Regions from separate parts of the Canis lupus genome. Here region 1 is linked to region 2. A link is a contact called in public Hi-C data. All regions are on one chromosome and are shown on one strand. Each heading gives the region's core, a stretch centred on a gene start, on an enhancer-like site or on the middle of the called end of the contact. The rest is flanking DNA. Distances are from core to core; before and after follow the strand shown.

The links. Hi-C and Micro-C count contacts between places; a contact is called where the count stands out from the background.
Region 1: a Hi-C map of skin fibroblasts shows a contact between it and region 2, with 2.6 times the contacts expected there. The contact joins the promoter of TBC1D23 here to the enhancer-like site in region 2. A contact is called at or near these places in 5 of 9 Hi-C or Micro-C datasets (amygdala, blood and skin fibroblasts).

What each region holds. Positions count from the first base shown.
Region 1 is chr33:7,284,605-7,289,119 of UU_Cfam_GSD_1.0, reverse strand. TBC1D23 (TBC1 domain family member 23) reads right to left here and starts at 1,418. Exons shown (of 19, transcript XM_038582599.1): 1 at 1,210-1,418. The coding sequence starts at 1,262. LOC106558146 (a long non-coding RNA gene) reads left to right here and starts at 1,649. Exons shown (of 3, transcript XR_005383202.1): 1 at 1,649-2,300; 2 at 3,982-4,185.
Region 2 is chr33:7,097,889-7,102,679 of UU_Cfam_GSD_1.0, reverse strand. The region is part of intron 1 of CMSS1 (protein CMSS1); the gene reads right to left. The region is part of intron 1 of FILIP1L (filamin A-interacting protein 1-like); the gene reads left to right. Among named protein-coding and RNA genes, the nearest start is that of FILIP1L, 49 kb to the left of the region's middle. Within about 2 kb of position 1,814, at least 4 of the 20 cell types and tissues checked have an H3K27ac peak or open chromatin away from gene starts, as enhancers often do. A contact at or near this core is called in blood, where this site is marked.

The DNA.
Region 1 (4,515 bases), core at 169-2,668, 190 kb before region 2:
AAGTCGCTTCTGTCCCCCCTGAAACCCCATAGCGCTTTCACTCACATTCCCAAAGAGCTGGATCAATTTAACTTGCTCCCGAGTGTAACTGTCACAGCTCCAATATAAGCAAATTGAGAAAAGAAACTACATCCAGGTCACCGGTGCGTCTTCCTGCCGAATCCTGGAGTGCACATGCACGCACCTAGGCGGTACTGGACGTCTGCGGATTCGGGGCTGGGTTTCTCAGTTACTATCTTATCTGAACCTTTCGATGATCCCGTTTCTTTCTCAAGGATTAAAGTCCACGTCTAAAATGTCCCGTACGATTCTCAGGCCAACAGCTTAATACACGAGCTGTATACATGTCATAGGATGAAAAAGCAAACCTGAAACTATCTAACACATACAGTCAGTGTACTTCAATATAAAAATCCAAAAAGCCTCTAGAGGCTCTATCTTTTTTTTATGATACTGTCCCTAAAAACGTCTTGTAAAGATCAACTATTTCAAAAGTAGGAAGGGGCCTTTCCCGAAGACTAGCGACACTGGATAAAGCCGACCAAAAACATGACGGGAGGGGCCCCCCGGTTGCCCCGAGGCGGCCGGGCAGGCGCAAAGGCTGGGCAGCGGCGAGCGCGGCTCCCGCGAAGCCCCGGGGCCGCCCCGGTCGGGCTCTGGGGAAAGCGGCAGGAAGAAAAACGACTTGTGGGGCCCGAATCGTCAGAACCGTTGAAACGCAAAACAAATAAAAACTAGAATAAGAACCATCTCAAGTCTGTGGGCAGGATCCTCCCCGGCGCGTCGCTCCCCCGCAGGCAAGGGTCGCGGGGTCACGCCAAGGGCCGGGTCCTCAGATGCGAGCCCCGCGCCTCGGACGTGCGTCCCCGAAACTTCCTCCCGAGCCAACCTACTGGAACTCCCGGGACCACGGGTCTCGGCTGAGCCCTGCCCTGAAGCCAGCCTCTCCAGCGCGTCCGGGGCCCCGGGACCCTCACGGGAGCCCCGCGGTGAGGCCCAGGCGCTGGGCGACCCGCTCTCCCGCGGAGGCCCGCCTCAGGCCCGTACCGAGAGGGCCCGGCCCGGAGAGGGGGCGGGGCAGGCCAGTGGACGCGGTCCAGGCGGGTCCCCGCGCTCCACGCCGGCGCCCGCCGGTGCCTGCGGGACCGGCGGGAGCGGGGGAAGGAAGAACCGAGGGGCAGCCGGAGTCAGCCCCGGGCTTTCACTCACCAGCCCTCACCGCTCGACGTTGGCCGGGGCTGGACCTCTTCTCCTTCCGCCATTGCTGTTGACGTCCACGTCACTTTGCCGAAAAGTGGACCCGGCGCCGGGACCGACTCCTGAGACTCAATGTCGTAAAAGATCCTCGGAAGTCTGGGAACGAGCTCCGGGAGAGGAAAGGAGAAAGGGAGGAGGCGGCAAGGGACGGGCGGAACGCAACGTCACGACGTCCCCACGGCGAAAGGCGGCGGGGCGGGGAGCGGGGGAGGAGACCTGGTCCGAGCCGCTGCCCTGTCAAAGACTACGAGTCCCAGGATGCCCTGGGGAGCCGGGCGGAAGGAGGGCGTGGGAGTGGGCGGGGCTGGGCGGGGAGTGGGCGGGGCGGGGCGGGGAGTAGGCGGGGCTCGGCGGGGGAGCCGGACTCCGCGGGGGAGCGCGACCCGGTCCCGGCCGCGGCGGGCGTCGCGTCTTCGCGTCCTTGGGGCTTGTCCGCCGCCTTGGGCGTCCTACTAAGCAAGACCGGAATTGGGAGCCGCAGCTCGTGGAGGGCGGGGCGGGGGAGCGTCGCGGGGTAGCCGCACCGCAGCCCTTTCCCGCGGCGACCGCGGGGTCCCGGGAGAGTTGGAAGCGAGGGAAGGTTTGCGCGGCGCGGTCCACGGAGCACCAGGCGGGCCGCATGCTTTCGGCCTCAAAACTTGAAAGCTGTTGGGGAAAAACGCGCTGAAAATAAAGGAAACGGGCTCTAGACTCCCGCCTTTATATATAGCTTCCGCATAAGCTGGGAGGTCAAATCCACATTCGGGTTTCTAGAGCTCCCGGGGTTGCAGACCGAGCTGCCGCTCCGCTTCCTCCCCCCGCCGTCCTCACCGTCCGTCCGTCCGTCCGTCCGCCCGCGCAGCCGTGCCTGCAGCTCCAGGCTCCGTCCGCGCGCCCGGCGCCGTCGAGGCCGCGGCTCTCGGCTCCGTGACTGGCCCCGGGGACGCCAGCTGCGGGGCTGCGTCCCCCGAACGGGACGTTAAACGCGCAAAGCAGATTGCGGAGGGTCGGAGGAGGCGCGGCGTTCGGAGACGCAGCACCGTATACCGTACGGGCAGATGCAGGTGTGCTTTTACAAATGAAAGGGAAAAAATAAAATAAAATAAAAAGGAAGGGGAAGGACGGGAGAACTGGAATGAACGGCAGTTCTCACGCAGCCACACAGTAGCGAAGGCGGTGAGAACGAGTTTATTCAAAAACGAACTGACACCCAGTGCCCCCAACCCCCGCCCACTTCCCCTTCCGCTACCCCTGGGAGACGGGCACCGAGGGGGGCACTTGGGATGAGCACTGGTCTTGGGTTGTATGCTGGCAAATCGAACTCCAAAAAGAAAAAAAAACTTAAAAAACAAAAACGACTGACCGCACGGGAAAGAGCCGAGCTCCATTCCAACCGGTGCAGAGGTGCTTACATGGGGGAGGGGGAGACTGGGGCTCAGTAGAATTTCTTTCTTTTATTTATTATTTATGATAGTCACAGAGAGAGAGAGAGAGAGAGAGAGGGAGGCAGAGACACAGGCAGAGGGAGAAGCAGGCTCCATGCACCGGGAGCCCGACGTGGGATCCGATCCCGGGTCTCCAGGATCGCGCCCTGGGCCAAAGGCAGGCGCCAAACCGCTGCGCTGGGGCTCAGTAGAGCAGAGAAGTGACAAGTCACGGAGGCTCGGCCAGCCGGCTGCGATGAGGCAGCTGCACCTGCTCGCTGGCAACCTGTGGGGTCAGAACCTGCTCTCCCCCAGAGCTGGGGGGCGGCCCTGTCCTTCCCGATGATTACATTTCAAAGGGATGATTCTCAGGTCCCGGAGAAGGACACTCTGGGCTGTGAGAGGAACATACTCCCAGTGGTCAGCCCTTTCTAACAGATGCCCAAGAAAGGGAAGCCAGGAGCCTGGGGTCAGGATTGGCTGCAACAAAGAGGAAATTCCCCTGGCGCTTGAACTCTCTCAATGGGGCGTCTTAGTGGGGGGCTGCATCTCCAAGGGGGCTAGAGCCCTCCTGGGGACGTGCTCTTAGGTTGCTAGAAAACGTGCGAGTTTGGTCACATGTCTTCGTGCAGAAGTTTGCATGAGTCGTTATCCGCGGAAAGTCCTGCAGCTCTCAGAATTACATTTAGGGAAGGAGAAGAAATGGTTTCAATTGTATTTTTAATATTCTGTGTTGTGCCCAAGACTGCGAATCTGAGAAAACCACCAAGGAGCCGACACGGATGCAAGTACATGAGGGTTTATTAACAAGCTGGAGCTTGGGTCCGAGTATACCCCACGGGGCGGGGCAGGGACTTGAACCGGGAGGAGGGGTACAGCTGGGTGTTTATGGGCTGGTCTAGGGGTAAGGTGGGGTTTTTCTAGGGTGGGGGTGTGAGAATCTCCAGTAAAGAGGTCCCACGAGCTCTTGCTTCCTTATTCCGATAAGGGCTGCTTTGTGGTTTTCTCTGTGGCCGGGCGGGGTAAGGCAGACTGGGTACCTGGTGACAGTGGCCTGGTCACAGTGGCCGGAGATGGCAGCTCAAGCTCCAATGGCTGGACTTGTGCCGATGTTAAACTTGAATGGCCCTAATTTTCTCGGCCTCCACATTTTGTTTAAGAGCTGGGAAGTGTAGTACAGTAGGTGTTCCATATTCTTTTAGAGTCTTTGGTATACAGATTTTTCCCCCATGATTTTAAAACTATTTGACTAAAATAAGCAGAAAGCATAGTCCAGCCATTTCATTAGCAACCAAAACCATGTTTACTCTCTTCCCAACAGGGGGATGATGCAGAGCCGCATGTTATTATACCCACTTCCAAGCCCAGGACCTTACCAGGATGTTCAGTCCTTCTGTGGGGAAAATTTCTTTTAACATGGAGATGAGGGTTTTGGTGACAACCATCAAAAAAGAGTAAAAGGCATGACTCTAGGTCAATTTACCATCCTAATTTCAAGACCTCCACTGCATCACTTCAATTGCTGGTGGGTTTTCAGAAGCTTTTCTAAAATGGTTTTAAACACTATTATTATATTGAGGTGCCTCAGTGACTCAGTTGGTTAAGTGTCTGCCTTTGGCACAGGTAATGATGCCAGGGTCCTGGGATGGAGGCCCCAGGCAGGGTCCCTGCTCAGTAGGGAGCCTGCTTTTCCCTCTTCCTCTGCCACTCCCCCTGCTTGTGTGCTCTGTCAAATAAGTAAGTAAAATATTTTTTAAATGTTTCAACTTATTAAAAAAATTCTATCAGTTATTTGACAAGCAACTGTTCACTCGCTGACGTGTTTCCAATCCTTGGGGCTCATGGGTGGCTCAGT
Region 2 (4,791 bases), core at 565-3,064:
GCAGGGACTGGACATGAACTGAGTGTCCCCTCCAGGAAACCGGAGATGGTGATCCCTGTTCTGACTTTCTTTTTGACCTACAAGTTTCTCCATCATATCCAAATAGCTGTGTGGCCAATGTAAGCTTTTAATTAAAAGATGGAGTGGGTGAGACAAAATCGTTTTCTTTTCCCACTTCCTCAACATAAGTCAATAGCGATATATCTGGGGGACAATTACAAAGACTTGACATAAAAAGGAAATTTGGAAGTGCCAGTCCAACCAATAAAAAGAGTAGCTTCTCTTTAAAGACAAATGAAAGCTTTTTTTTTTTTTTGTTAAAATTTAAAAAATGGCATTGCACAGGAGAGTTTAATAAAAATAATCAGAGAGAGAGGAAACCACAATATTGCTGATATGTAATCTTTACTCACAGATAACTTTTGATAGGTTTGGGGCAGTACCCTACTATAAGGTGCTTACACCTTACTACTTTAGATTCTCCTAAATTGGCACAAGGTTACTCTATAAATTATGTACCTTGCAATGCACTTAGGTTGAAGCTTAAACCGATTAGGAAAGTAAAGAAATACTATTTAAAACTCTAAGCCTAAGAAAAAAATGAAGTATTCAAAATCAGCACTAGTGTGAAAAAATATTTTTAATTCACCGGTTAGAAGAGAGCAATCAGGGGCGCCTGGGTGGCTCAGTTGGTTAAGCATCTGCCTTTGGCTGAGGTCATGACCCCAGGTTCCTAGGATCCAGGCCCTCATGGGGCTCCCTGCTCAGCGGGGAGTCTGCTTCTCTCTCTTTCCTCTGCCCCTCCCCTCTGCTTGTGCCTGCTCTCTCTCAAATAAATAAATAAATAAATAAATAAATAAATAAAATCTTAAAAAAAGAAAAGGAAGAGAGCAGTCATTTCTGAATCATCTTGTCAGTTTTACTTTTATTACATTCTTTTAGTATTATGGTGACTAACTTCTCTCAAAAACTTGCAAGAGAGAAACAGCTGACATCTCCCCCTCCCCCCAGAACTAATTCCAATTAATGTACTAGAGCAATGTTCAATTTTCCCACATTAATGGGATGCATGCAGGTCTGTGCTCTGGCCATATCAGGGATAAGCAAAGAGCATCAAATGTTAGCCACTTGGTAATAATTATTCAAACCCATGGCCTCTTGGAGTGCCTGGCTGGCTCAGTCAGTGGAGCGTGTGACTCTTGATCTCAGGGTTAGCGCTCCACGTTGGGTGTAGAGATTAAAAAAATAAAATCTTAAAAAAAAAAAAAAAGAAAACACCAAAAACTCAGAGCCATGGCCTCTTTCCTGCATACATTGTGGCAATGCTATGTGTACATCCATAGTCAAATGTTAATTTTTAATGCATGAGTTTTCTACTTGAGGGTCAAAAGCACTAAGAACTATGTTTGAAATGAGAAGGAAAAAAAAAGAAAAATTTCCCAATGAATCCCAATGAATTTCCCACTTGCATTGCTCTATCAAACCTTTTTTTTTTTTAAGTTTGCCTAACTGAGCTGGTATTCCTTTATAGCTTCAGATCCCTGCATATCTCACATCCAGGGCAGGTATCATCTCCCTCTCTTACAACAAATCCATGATTTTTCCTTACACCTTCACAAATGGACTGGTTTGTCACCCACCCTCCACTCCAATTCAGAAAATTCTGGCAGAAAAGAGATCTGTCAAAACAGGTTACTTGTATTTTTATTGGTTCCTCCAGACCATGACGACATTTCCTGAAAGGCAGTGCCAGGAAACTATTAATGTCTGTGAAAAAGAAGTGAAAGTTCTTATGAGCATAAACTGTCTGGTGCCCCAAGAGACTGCAGCCTGAAGGAATCACTAGTTTTTAGACTATAACATTGGTTGATTTGCCTGCTGTGTCAGAACTCTGAAACATTGCTATCAGAGGAGACGAGGAAACTGTCTTTCCAAAAAGAAAGGTCTGGGGACACAACTGGCTATTTCTTCTCTTTCTCTTAATCTTTTGCTCACCCAGAGTTAGAGTAGCTGCACAGGCAGCAAACAGCTGGCTCAAGTAAGGCTGTCCCTCAAACTGGTTAATTCATTCAAGTAGTTAATGGATTCTTTCCCAAGTAGAAGGGGTAATAAGGCCAACACCTGGAAAACGAGAGTGTAACCTCCCCACAAATGGGAAAAAATAGTCCATTCTCACGTCCAGGTGCAGGAAAAGAACTTCACTTTTCCTAAGGACCACAGTGATTTTACTAATGCTAGAGTGTGAGCACTTGATGCTCCTGATCGCAAAGGAAGCTGGAGCTTTGCAGGAGACTGGAAACGAAAGAAAATTTGTTTGAGGCACTGGACCTTTAGGAGACTTTCAAATATTTCAACTGATATATATATTAAGTGCCAAAATCATGTGGGTACTTGCTAAGGTTATAACCGGGTTTGTGGAGCAGAGAGGCAGCTCACTGCACCCTTGTATCCCTCTATTTCACAGCGCCACCTGCTGGGTGAGGGTGGAGAGAGCTGAACTTTATTTCTTGGACTGATAATCTACGAATTCACAGAAAGGAGAAATGTCTTCACTCTTTCCAGTACACAGAACAGTGAAAAATAGTGCACTCACTCTGTGCTGGCAAGTTCACAAAGAAAGGGACAACTCTGCTCATCTCTGGTGCTATCCTAGCCATCCACAGTCAGTCATAAATGTTTCTTTTGAAATGTTTAAACGGGAAATAAAAGCATTAAAATAAAGAACATAAAATATGTCCCTTGCATAAGGACTACATGTCCACTTTAGTAGCCAGGTCATCTGAATCATGACTTCTAAAAGCTGGGTGGTTTTTTCCATTATCTTTAAGAGAATACTGTAAGTGGTCCTTCTAGACGAAGTTCAATCTATTCTCATAATTAACCTTCTTCAAGGAGAACATTTACTATCTGGCCCCAACATAGAAAACACCTAACCTAGGAGCAGATAAGAAACAAGTGTGGCTAAAGAAACATTCACTGCCACATAAAACACTAGGTTCTATCCCTGACATGTTAAAAAGAAACTAATCTGTATCCCAAGAGCTGTTCATTTCACACTGAACAGATATGTTGATTTCTCCTCGCTTGGAGAGGAACTATAGGCCCCAAAATACCTCATCAGAAAATCCTGAGCCAGAGTTGTTTGAGAAGTTTTCAGATTTTAGAAAGGTGAAATGGTACAAACATTATTCATTGTATAATACTTCCAGCAAGTTCTTGGGCAGCACTCACTAATCAAACATTAATATTCTTGCAATAAGATTTATGCATTTTCATACTAAATGGTTAGACTTTAAATGAACTTGTGTCAGATCAAGTTTTGTTGTCAAATGAATTTGAATAGAACTACTTCACAAACTTGTGCTTTTTGGATTTCAGTGCTGAAGATAAGGGATTATGAATCTGCACAAGTCATTCTTGATTTTAATAAAATAGACCAAGCAGTAGCTGGCACAGAATTCTCTAAAAGGCTGAAATACTGGTGTTCATCTTGGTTGGTTGACTTTTGGAGAAGTTACTTAACATTTTTAGCCATGGTTTGCTTACTGGTCGCATTGGGGTGGGGGTGGGGGTAGGAGTGGCAGTGGATGGGGGTTCCAGGTTAGGAGGAAGGGAATATGTGGTATTGATCCAATGCATACAGAGTTCCAGCCCTATGCTAACTGCTTCTAGCTTTTTAGTATTATAAACAATAGTGTGATAAATAGCAGTAGCTAAATCTTTATACATGCCCCTTATGACTTATTTGGAATTTTAAAATGTAACACTGGGTCAAAGATATTCTATCTCTAACTCTGTTTTTCCATCCACCCATCTATCCATTTTAGTTTTATGATAACGTTGTTAAATTGTTCTAAAGGACATTTGCACTCCCAACAGCAGTGTGCAAAGCACCTATTTCCCTGTACCTTTGTCAACATCAGGTAGGATCATTAACAAAATATGCCAATTTGATATATAAAAAATGGCATTTCTTGGACTACATGTGCATTTCTCTAGTTGTCTTGTATTTTTATATCAGCTCCATTTAATTGTCCACAATTAAATTAAATTTAGCAGTTATTCCAAAATTCCCATCACTAGTTGTAGAGCCATGTCTGTTTGACTATAGAGTTTATCTTCCTTCTAGGTCACCTTGTGAGTTTTGAATTGTGTTGAGGAGGCCTTGAAGGATCCTTGGTGAGGTCTCTGGGTCATTGGTCTAGAGTGACATTAGAGTACAAATGAATTGTAGGATGTAGGCAGAACTTTGGTTTTGTTTACTATATTGTGCTTTTATATAGTGCTTCTCTATTGTACTGAACTTAGAAGCTTCCTGGATGGCCAATGAAGCCTCTTTGAAATAGCAGCTCATATGGTTTAAGGCTTGGGCAGAGGTCACACGGATTGTACTTTTTTTTTTTTTTTCAATTTATTTATTCATGATAGTCACACGGAGAGAGAGAGAGAGGCAGAGAGAGACACAGGCAGAGGGAGAAGCAGGCTCCATGCACCGGGAGCCCGACGTGGGATTCGATCCCGGGTCTCCAGGATCGCGCCCTGGGCCAAAGGCAGGCGCCAAACCGCTGCGCCACCCAGGGATCCCCATGTACTTTAAATTACTATTCATCTCCTACTCAGCGCATAATACTCAGCTTTTAAACTAGTTAATCATTGATCAGTTTATTATACAAACTGCTATACCACTAACGTGGATGGCCTAGACAACCTTGTGAATTCTAGGAGCTCTTCCTTCACCATAGGGCTTGTATTAGCATTGAAAAAACATGTATTTGAATAACATATCTGCAA